Regions from separate parts of the Rattus norvegicus genome. Here region 1 is linked to region 2. A link is a contact called in public Hi-C data. All regions are on one chromosome and are shown on one strand. The core of a region is the stretch at or near the end of the contact, and the rest is flanking DNA. Distances in the headings are between cores, read along the strand shown. Region 1 has its middle 52 kb from the start of Ahr. Region 2 has its middle 240 kb from the start of Ahr.

Evidence for each region. A called contact is a pair of places that touch in the nucleus more often than the background predicts.
Region 1: a contact with region 2 is called in a Hi-C map of liver, with 3 times the contacts expected there. The contact joins two enhancer-like sites. A contact is called at or near these places in 2 of 12 Hi-C or Micro-C datasets (kidney and liver).

What each region holds. Positions count from the first base shown.
Region 1 is chr6:58,047,953-58,053,351 of GRCr8, reverse strand. No RefSeq gene overlaps it. Among named protein-coding and RNA genes, the nearest start is that of Ahr, 52 kb to the right of the region's middle. Within about 2 kb of position 1,636, at least 8 of the 93 cell types and tissues checked have an H3K27ac peak or open chromatin away from gene starts, as enhancers often do. A contact at or near this core is called in liver, where this site is marked.
Region 2 is chr6:57,751,602-57,757,453 of GRCr8, reverse strand. No RefSeq gene overlaps it. Among named protein-coding and RNA genes, the nearest start is that of Ahr, 240 kb to the left of the region's middle. Within about 2 kb of position 1,948, at least 3 of the 93 cell types and tissues checked have an H3K27ac peak or open chromatin away from gene starts, as enhancers often do. A contact at or near this core is called in liver, where this site is marked.

The DNA.
Region 1 (5,399 bases), core at 387-2,886, 300 kb before region 2:
TCAGTTCCATACATTCGCATGCTATCTCTTCCTGTTTAAATAGTCCCGATCACTCAAGCTGAAGATTTAGAAGTAGATTTAGGACTGGGATGTAGCTTGGTCATAGGGTACTTGCCAAGCATTTGTCAAAGTCATGTATTTTATTTAAAGTCCTTTAAAACAATGTTCATGTACCTGTATATTTTGGACTATAAAGCTCATTAGTTGAACCATTTTACTGAATATTTATTATATTGAAGTCCTCACAGAGAAATCATTGAAGAAAAATCTACATCTGTAATACTTTACAAATTTCACAAGTAAGAGTCTACACACATCAAAATTGAATCTCCTCAGGACTTGGTTTGAAGTGACACTAAAATGCAAGTTTCCCCGGAGGCTGGAAGTATCCTGGTGAAGCAAATATTGATATTCTTTAGTTACTAATAGACTGTTTTGTGGGAAAATGAAGATAAGAGGAAAGAAGACCAAGAAACCCAACTGTGAAAGCAGCCGCTCTGCCCTTCACTGAGTCATCTCTAGATGAAAGCCTGGCGGACTTTATCTAGCCTAGGTAGGTCAGACAAACAGTGAGAGGCAGTGCAGTGTATCAGAGAGCACCTGGTCTGGAGAGAGAACAAATAAGGAACTTCTTCGCATAGAACTCAGTCCAATAGAACAGCCAAAATTAACATGTAAAAGTATACTATTGGGCTGTCCGAGCCAAGAAAATGAAGTTCCTTAAAGTGTCATGTTGTAAAATCAAAGTAACTGTTTTCTTCTCTGTTCCAAATATTGGCATTTGGATGTGATAACTTCTGTCTTAACCCACCACTTTAGCCTTAGCGTCTCTTACTGTTATTGGGGAGGGAGTGGGGAGCATAATTCAACTTATTTCTGGATTCTAAAAAGCAGTTTTATTGTCTCCATTACCATAGCAATCAGTAATCCCAACATACTACCCTCCTAGCACCCTGCTCCTCTCTACCAGGCATCACCTTCACCTTGATTCAAAGTCCTCAGTGGAAGAAAACAGCTATGTGTTTAGTCACTGGAAAGTACCTACTGTGATGATAGGGTCCATCTCATGAATACTTGGTATAGATGAAGAGGATTGGTTAAAGGCACCGGCCAACAGGCTACAGGAAGGAAGGTGGACCAATGTTATGGGACCAATCAATCAACCTCCCTCTTCCTGCCTCACCTTGCCCTGCCACAACCACCCTGAGAGGAAGGCAGATGGTTGGCATGACTGGGATTCAGAGTCTTGCCAGAGGTTAGCACCCATTTCACCAGCCCCTACTAGCATTGTAAAAACAGATTGTATGAAGAAAAATAAACCCTCTGCTGGAATCTTAGGCACTTTATATGCAGCGCCCTGTATGAGAAAATGGGTAGGTTGAAAGATAAACAGAGACTATGTGGTTTCCCAATGTGTCATAGCAGGGTAGATATGATTTTTCAGATCAAACTAAATTCCCTTTGTGTAACTGACATTTAGCCCCTCAGACATTTTTAATTTTTTCTTTTTTAAAAAAAGCAGAGAAGCTACTTTACTGTGGCTTTTGCTGGTACTTTTTGTAGCCTCGGTGTGGTAGGAAGTATGGCCCAAGTTTCCTTGGCAACAGTAGAGTAGAAATGATACACAGAAACCCAACTAGTCAGTGAATCATCTGCGGACTTCTCTTTCTGATCTTGGGAAATAATTGACAGACTGTTCTTACTTGCTCAATGTTTGCTGAGCTCCCGTGAACACTTCAGTGAACAGGAGACCTTTAGGTAACCTGGTCGATCATTTAAAAACAAGATGACTGCCCCATGATCCCTTTTTAAGATTGTCATCCAGGCACCCTCTCAGTGCTTTCCTTATTCCATGAGAATTGCTGTACCAAGTTATCAGCAGTGAGGAAGTTCCATTTCCATAGAGATGTCTGATGTATCCAGCGGGTTGTGTCAAGGCTTTGTCACAGCCCACGTTTCTTAGCATCGGGGGAAACTGATCTCTGTAGATCTCAACTCCAGGCACAACAAGGCAAACACTCGAAAAGAGAGGTGGTATGCCTCCCATTTGAAACGCAGGCTGAATCTTACCAAAACGTTGGATATCATTCAGTTTCTCTACTATTTTTTTCCACATATGCCCCACTTAACTCTTTTATCTCCACATCTGTTGAATGTACTTATTCAAAGTTTGCTGCTTTTGGGCTTTGACGTCCTTACTCAGACTATCCCTTACCCTTTCTCCTTCTGCACACAGAAGAAGAAGCAAGTTTCCATATTATCTTAGGCAGGGCTTCTATTGATCTGACAAAACACCGTGACTGAACAGCAAGCTGCTGGGGAAAGAGTTTATTTGGCGTCTACTTCCATATTGCTGTTCGTTATTGAAGGAATTCAAACAGGGCAGGATCCTAGAGGTAGGAGCTGATGCAGAGGTCATGGAGGGGTGCTGCTTTGTGGCTTGCTTCACATGGTTTGCTTGGCCCTGTTTCTTATAGAACCCAGGATTATCAGCCCAGGGTTGGCACCACCCACAGTGGGTTGGACTCTCCCCTATTGATCACTGATTGAGAAAATGCCTTACACATGGACCTCATGAAGCCATTCCCTCAACTGAATCTCCTTCCTATCTGATGACTCTGGCTTGAGTCAAATTGATACAAAAAGCTAGCCAGTAAACACACAATGGCTTGTTCTCATGTTCTCAACAGGGCTCCTTAATGGTTTGATGCCTTTTTATGAACGTCTTGATCATTTATTATGGAAGAAGCAGCTACCAGGGTGCCTGGATCATAAAATATATTTAATTAATGGGATGGGGAAATCAAATGTATATGGTGTGTGTGTGTGTGTGTGTGTGTGTGTGTATTTAATGTATGGCATAGGTACTTGTTAATGTAGCTATGTACACATGTATATGGGAGCACTTGAGAAGGGTCAAAGTTGATTATAGGTGGGGTGCCTTTCCTGATCAATCCCGACCTTTATTTTCTGACACAGGAACTTTCACTGAATCTGAAGGTTAGTTATGGGTCTAGTCTAGCTGGCCACTAAATTTCATGTATTTGCTGGTTTCCTCCCTTGCACAACTCACAGTACAGAGAGTTCAAAGCACATGACACTATGCTGGGCTTTATTTTATTCCAGTATCTAAACATGGGTCCTCATTCTTCTGCAGTAGACACATTGCTAATTGATCTGCCACACATGTCTCTCAATAAATGTTCATCAACTGAATTATAACAGCTAATAGTTTCTTCTCGGTCAAACCCCTCTCTGTCCCTATTAGATCTGTAGAATCTTGTCAACAGAAGCCTTGTCTCACGTATCTTTGTGTCCCCTGCTCCTAGACACCATCTGATGCATTGTGCACATGTAGTCAACATGAATTGGAGTGAATGTGGGACATCTTCAAATACTGCAGGTCATTTCCTATCATAACCTTTCTTCATGTAATGTGAACCTCTGCACCATTAAAGTCCTGGATGCTCAGTTAGTCACGCGATTTCCTTCATCCAAATGGCCTTCTAACATCCACTGTAATCTGGTCAAGACTCACGGCCAACCTCCGCCCTCACAGATCCTGACTTACTTCATCCACATGGCCTTTCCTTAGGTTTTTGACAAATACTTTATTATTTCTTTAAATCCTCAGGCAATGGTACACATATTTACCTATTTTTCACCTCACTTGCACAATGAAGCCACTAAGTGCTTTCTTCTGTGGTCCAGATCTCTCCCTGAGAATCCAAAACAATATTTCACTCAGACTCTAAATATGCTTGAAAGTGTGTTCAAATTCTTAAATTGTGAAAGTTTATTTCTTGTGTCTCTTGTTGTGATAAGTCCCTTTCCTTTTATGTATATAAATCATAATATGGAGGAAATGATAGGTTGTTTGCAGTGTATTTCTAGATCTTTGGGATATGTTAAAAGGAGGAGAACATTCTATTGTACCTATTTGTGTGTGTGTGTGTGTGTGTGTGTGTGTGTGTGTTGAAATTCTGAATTATACAATCTTTACATGATTTTCCTCTGCTCTCATTCATCATCTGTTCCTCCTTTGATTATGTACCTATCAGTGCTCCCCTGGTTTCTGCCCTAATGTTGGGGGTGGGAACAGAAAGAGATTGACATGTGAAGCTGAGTCAGATAAGCTGCTCAGGAGATAAGTGGCCAAACAGAAGTTGCTGATGCCAAACCAAGTAATTTAAAAAAAATTCAAAGCACAAGGAGACGCCTATATTTTTAAACAGAAATAAGAGAGTTGAAAGTTGCTCTCAGGATTCTACAACTTGTGTCAGGCTTCTCTAGAAACAAGGAAGAACACCTATCCAAAAACCATGATGCATATTTTTTTCTTTTCCTTGGGTGGCCTTTCGTTCTTCCTGTCAGTGCAGAAAATATTCTTGAAGCATCACTGGTGATGACACAATCTTTCCCCTCTTATTTTTCCTCTGTTCTCTGCAGGAAGAATTAAATGCTTCTTCAAAATGATTCCATAGACCTTATGCCTGCCTTCTTTTTGTGTGTCACTGTGGAGCACAGCTGTTGGTGGATGTATGTCTCCGCAGACTGTAACAGTAAATAGAAGGCTAAATTTAGGTCACCTCCACAAGACACTGAGCTCCAAGTTGCAGAGGCTATTTTCTCCTCCCTGATTTTCGAATTAGGTCAGCATGTAGAGAATGATAGATGTTTAATGGCAGTCTGAAACAGAATGAGATAGCATGTAATTTCTTTACAGATACTGCCGTTTCTGTCAACTAACATCTGCATGGCTAGAGTTTTCTTTCTTGATTTCTTCTATACATTTAGATCTTCCTTCTGTTTGGAGCGAGTTTTTAGTGCAAGGAGACAGACGCAAGTCTAATCATGTTTCTGCATGTGGATATTGAGTTTTCTCAGCAACAAGATACTGTTTTAATCACTGATGTATCTTACGAATATATACTAGCATTTGTCCAAAATCAAGTGTATAATTACATGAACTTGTGTTTGAATCTTCAATTATTTCCATTTGTCTGCATGTATTGTGTTTTTATTACTATGGCTTTGTAATATATTTCAAAATATAGAATGACAATCCTCCCAACACTCATTATTTTACCCCCTCAGGACTTTTGAACTCTCTGAGGTCTCTCATGGTTACATATGAATTTTAGAATAGTGTTGGTGTGTGTGTGTGTGTGTGTGTGTGTGTGTGTGTGTGTGTGTGTGAGTGCGCGCGCGTGCATGTGCATGTGTGTGTGATGAATGAGGTAGGGACTTTAATGTGGAGACCATTTAGTTTGTGAATTGCTTGTAGTAGAATGGTCATTTTCAAAATATTTGAAGTTTTCAAATTTATACTTAGATCATAATCATCCAAAATTTTTATGAACAATGTAATAATTGTTAAGTAGATAAGTAATTTCCCC
Region 2 (5,852 bases), core at 699-3,198:
GTGACCCACCTCCTTCAACAAGGCCACACCTCTTAGTTGGTGCTCTACTGAAAGAGCACCAACAATTGGAACCACATTTTCAAGTGTTTGAGACTCACTTGATATTCTCAAGTACCATCCATTTGCCTGAAAACTTCCTGGTTCTTAGTTTTTATAGCTGCATAGTATTCCATTGTGTAGAGGTACCACATTTTCTGTGTCCGTTCTTCAGTTGAGGATCATATAGTTTGAACCCAGCTTCTGCCTATTACTAATAAAGCTGCTATGACCATAGTTGAGCAAGTGTCTTTGTAAGAGGTTTGAGCATCTTTTGAGTATATGCCAAAGAGTGGTATAGCTGGGTCTTGAGGTAGAAATATTCCCAGTTTTTTTGAGTTTTTTATCTTAGCCATTCTGATGGTTATAAGATGGATTCTCAGAGTTGCTTTTGGTTTGCATTTCCCTGATGACTAAGGACTTTGAACATTTCTTTAAGTGCCTCTTGGCCATTCAAGATTCCTCTGTTAAGAATTCTCTGTTTAATTCTGTACCCCAACTATTAATTACATTTTTCTTTCTTGTTAGAGTGTTTGTTTTTGGTTTTAAAACAAGGTCTTCTGTCACCCAGGATGGCCTTGAACTCTTCAGTTTCCAAAAGTGCTACAACCATTTACCATCACATCAGACATCAAGACACTAAATTTAAAGACATAAAAATTTAACCATGTAAAATTTTTTTTGCAAGACAAATTAAATAATTTGAATTGAGCATTCACAATAAAAATGACAACACTCCATCCTATGTCTTTATGTCTACTGAAAATTGATTTAAAAGTTAGCAATTCAGTAAAACAACGTAGTCTTCCAATGAAAGCAAATCTCACACAAAACCTTCCCACAGTTCAAGTGCTTAAAACTAAACAAAGTCTTCATCAACAACAGGCAAAATGTAGGCTCCCAGAAATGCCTGCTCTGTCCTTTGAAGTGGCAAACATCCCTTGCTTGCCACATAAAAGACAAACTGTGCTACTAAAACAGCCTTCCAGCAGGAGAGTCTAATATTTGAATAGCAAACGTTGGGCAATTTGAAATGTGTTCTTTCATGTATTAACCAATGACTGACCAGGTCACGGTATTCTTTAGTGATCAATTCTTGAACACTAGTTTAGGGATAGAAAACAGTTTAAGTAGTGTTTTTATGCAAATATTTTTCCCAGCAACCTTTTGATTCCCCTATGCAGCAAAATTAAGCCTATCTGTGAGCTGCAAAGTTAACAAAGAAACTTCTGATCATCCTATGCTAATTCCCATATCAATTGCTCATCCAGGCACCATAAACATGAGCGAGGGCATTAGTCATCTGTACAGAGGGTCCCAATCAGATCTTACTGGCTTCCTTTGGGCCTTTACATTGTTGCTTAGCACTTGGCTATTGATCAATCTAAACTAACTCAATACTCTACACAAAGGTAATTTCAGACATTTTGACCTCAGATATGGTGTCTCCTTTCTATATAGTCTATCTTCTATGCAGTCCATACTGCTTGGAAATGGCCGTTTAGTTCTGTATACTTCTGGCAAGATCCACTGTGTTGGTTGTGCTCAGTGCAGACGTGTCCACGTTAATTTTCAAGAGTCAGAGCGGTTGGGGATTTAGCTCAGTGGTAGAGCGCTTGCCTAGCAAGCGCAAGGCCCTGGGTTCGTTCCCCAGCTCCGAAAAAAAAGAAAAAAGAAAAAAAAGAGTCAGAGTAAGTAAATTCTCCCAGCTGAAAGGATATCTACAGTGACAGTGATTTCCTTATAAAAATGGCTTTCATACTCTGATAGCAAAATGATTCTGGGCTCACATATTTGTGTTTTACCAGTGAAGCTTCTTTCAATAGCTTACCCCAAAACAAAGCTGAACAGTAATGAGCAAAGGCTTTGGCAAGGTATTCTGCATTGTTTATCATGCCATGGTTTTCTGGCAATGATGCCTGCCCATCCCCCCTCATCTGCCTCAGGCTGCTGTTCATCTGCCAGCTGCCAGCAGTGGGGAGAGGGACTTGTACTTCAAAGGTCTCAGTGCGGCTCATAAAAGATCAGGGGGATTGACCCATGCCAAGAGGAAGACTGTATACTTGGCAAGTGTGTTTGGATAGGATGAGATAATCCACAGAACTCTGGATTAACTGGGAGGAAGTCTGGATTTAATAGCACTACAGTAGACTAAAAATAAATGGAAAAGAAAAACCGAAAAATCCCCAATGGAAAACCCTTAGTGAGTTTGGTTCATTATGGAGACAGAAAAGGATGAGGCATCGTGGCAAACTGGATTCAAGAACATGATGGGATGAGAGAGATGCTATGAGATGTGAAAAAGAGACAGCCTTTCGGGTGCTGAGTAGCTGAAGCCACTGTGGGAGCCCGGGGAAGGGAAGCTCAAGAGTTTAAAAGGATGCCAGAATTTTCAGGGAACTCCCAGTAGAAGCCTGTCACAAACTGATCCCAAGTTCCCACTCATTTGAAAGAGAAAACAAAACTGAACCTAGAGTCAAAGATAAAGGGGACACCCCCAAGTCTACTAGCAATGCTGTGTGAGGACCCCTTGCAGGTGCAAACCTTTTGCACCTCATAAACACCAAAGTCATCACTCAAAGTCTGCTTGATGGCTGTAGGGACAAAGGTGCTGTCAGATCATATATATAATACGTGTGTGTGTGTGTGTGTGTGTGTGTGTGTGTGTGTGTGTGTGTATGTATGTATGTATGTATATAATATATATATGTGTGTATATATATGTATATATACATATATCGTGTGTGTATACATGTGTGTTTTCCCAAAACAATACTGGGTTACTTGCAAGGAACTGATAGGAGGACTGTAATTTGAGTAAATCTTAGAAGGGAGTGAAAGAGGCTAGCAGAAAAGAAAAAGTCGAGTTTTTAGACAAAGCCAAAAGTGAAGAGCGTGCACATTAACACTTGTAGGGACAGTCCTCCATCTTTTTAATATGCAATTGCCTTTTCTGTCATTACCTTTTTGTAAACACTATCTGAAACTAAAATCCCCAAAAGCCCTGTCATATTTTTACTCGAGCAACTAATCTCCAATTAAATATGCAAACAATAAGCAAGAATGACTTCTGTTAATGAAACTGTGTTCTATGAAGCAGAAGTAATATTCATCTGAACAAGGGATGGAACACAGGAGGTGGTTTGGGGGCCTCAGGGGTGAAGGGCCTGTTGAACAAGGGTGAGAATCTGAGTTCGGGTGGCAAGCATTCATGTAGGAGATGAGGTTTTAAGATGATTTCAATGTTACTTTTCTGTTTCTGTTGGTGCTTTTAAATGAGTTTTCTATATGATTTTTTCTTCTAATATTCCATTTTCTTTTCATGATTTATTTTTTTATTCATATTACATCCCAACTAGAGTCCCCTCTCTCCTCTCCTCCCAGTCCAGCCCACACAGATCCCTCCCCCTACTACTGTGTCCCCTCTCCTCAGAGAAGGGGGAGCATCTGTTAGGTACCACCTGGGACATCCAATCCCAGCAAGGCCAAGCAACTCCTCCCCCACTGAGGCCCAACAAAGAAGTCCAGGAAAGGAGATCTAGTGGCAGCCAACAGAGTCACAGACAGCCCCACTCCAATTGTTGGGAGACCCACCCGAAGACCAAGCTGAACATCCGCTATGGGCAGGTTCAGCCCCTGCATGTGTTCTGGTTGGTGGTTCAGTCTTTTTGAGCCCTCACTGGCCCAGGTCAGTTGACTCTAGGTTTTCTTGTGGTGAGCTTGCCCCCTCTGGCTTGCTCAATCCTGTCCCCCACCCTTCTGCAAGGAAAATGTGATTTAAACATCTTTCCATTGGACTGTAAAAACATTAATGAGGGAACAGTGGAAAAAAGCTTCCAATGAGCTGAAAGTATCATCGCAGAGCCACTCTAGCCGAATTCAGTTTATCCTGAGCTTCCCAAGCAGTGGTACATCGTAAAGCACCAAGGGATGGCCCACATCGATCGAGGAGCTTGAAGCATCAGTGTGCAAAGGGAGCAGTTTGAATAGTCAGAGCTCCAGCCTGCAGAGAGAGCACACTGGATAGTCTGAGCACCAGTCTGCAGAGGGAGCATTCTGGGTAGTCAGGGCTTATCATGGCTTCCTTGATTTAAGACCCCACATAAATCACGTCCCATCACCAGCTTTCCATACCACAGTACACTGTGGGTCACTAGAGTGAACTGTATAATGACGGAGTGGTTTGGACCTGCAAGTGATCTCCCGATCATTTGGGGAGGGAGGTTATGGCTGAAGTCATGTGTATTTACAAGGACTGTGCTTATATTTCAAAGCTTTAGACGTATGAGTATAATCAGATTTTAAACAAAATGAGCTCAAGCAAAATCAAAGAATTTCTAAATCCAGTTCCTATAAAAATTTCCATGCAGGCTGGGGATTTAGCTCAGTGGTAGAGCGCTTACCTAGGAAGCACAAGGCCCTGGGTTCGGTCCCCAGCTCCGAAAAAAAAAAAAGAACCAAAATTTTCCATGCAGAAATACACGAATCGCTGCAAATGAGTTATTTGAAAATATGTCTATTTTAGAATCCTCCTCCCATAAGTAAAAATAAGATGACTTTTTTTTTACTTATTAATAGGATGTCACATAGATAATTGTCTTCTGCAGACGGACAAATAAAAATGACTGCATCCCTCCCCACATCCTGGCGTATTGTATGTTTTCTAGACCTTTTCTCTAGTGCTATAAATAGAAAAGAGACAGGTAGAATCCTATTGATTACCATTTAATGCTTGAATCAAGCATCCCTTCTGGGATGAAATTCAAACTCAAGTCATGATATCCAACAAATATTCCATCTCTCTTAGAACCAAGGCACAATTCACATGCCAAAAGGTTGATCCTTCTGAAATATACGTTTGGTGGTTTTTAATGTATTCACAAACTCATAAGCATCAAATCTTTCCATTAACCATAAAACTAAAGCTTTAGTCTCATCCTAATATACCAACCTTAGGGATGAAGAAATCGATCAGTAGGTAAAAGTGTTTGCGGTGAGCAAGAAGATGAGAGTTCAAATCCCAAGACCTCATATAGAAGCCAAATATGGCTGGAATTCCATTGTGGGCAAGTAGATCTCGGAAGCTCAATGGCTAGCCAGCCCAGTGAAAATGGAAACCTACTGACTCAGAGATAGACCCCACTTCAAGGCAGTGAAGTGGAGAGAAAAAGAGGAAACTATCCATAGTCATGCTCTGGTCTGTATGTACCACCTATGTGCACACACTTGTACACTTGGGTGCATACAACACACATGCAAGCACACAGGCACATGCTCGCACAGGCACATATGCACATGCACGCGCACACACGCACACACACGCACACACACACTACATAAATAAATCTTTCACCTTCTTACTAGCAAACACTCATCTAGTGATTGTTCATTTCAACTAAATGGAGTTTGCTGGGATAGTCCAGTCTTTTAAACTGGCTGTTCCACTTAGTACGCTGTGTTCAGCCTGTGGTTCTTAGGCTGTGTAGGGGTTTGAATGAAAAGGTTCCCCATAGGTTCATAGGGAGGGGCACTATTAGGAGGCATCGCCTTGTTGGAATAGGTGTGACCCTGTGGGAAGAAATGTGTCACAGGAGGTAGGCTTTGAGGTTCCAGAAGCTCAAGCCTGGGCCAGTGATAGTCTCTCTTCCTGCCGTCATTACAGTTATACAGCTCTCTGTCCTTCTCCAGCATGCCTGCCTGTATGCTGATATACTTCCTGCCATTGCGACAGTGGGATAAACCTCTGAACCTGTAAACTAAGACAGGCTGGATACAGCCAAGGATAGCTGTGCATTCAAACAACACGAAATCGTCAA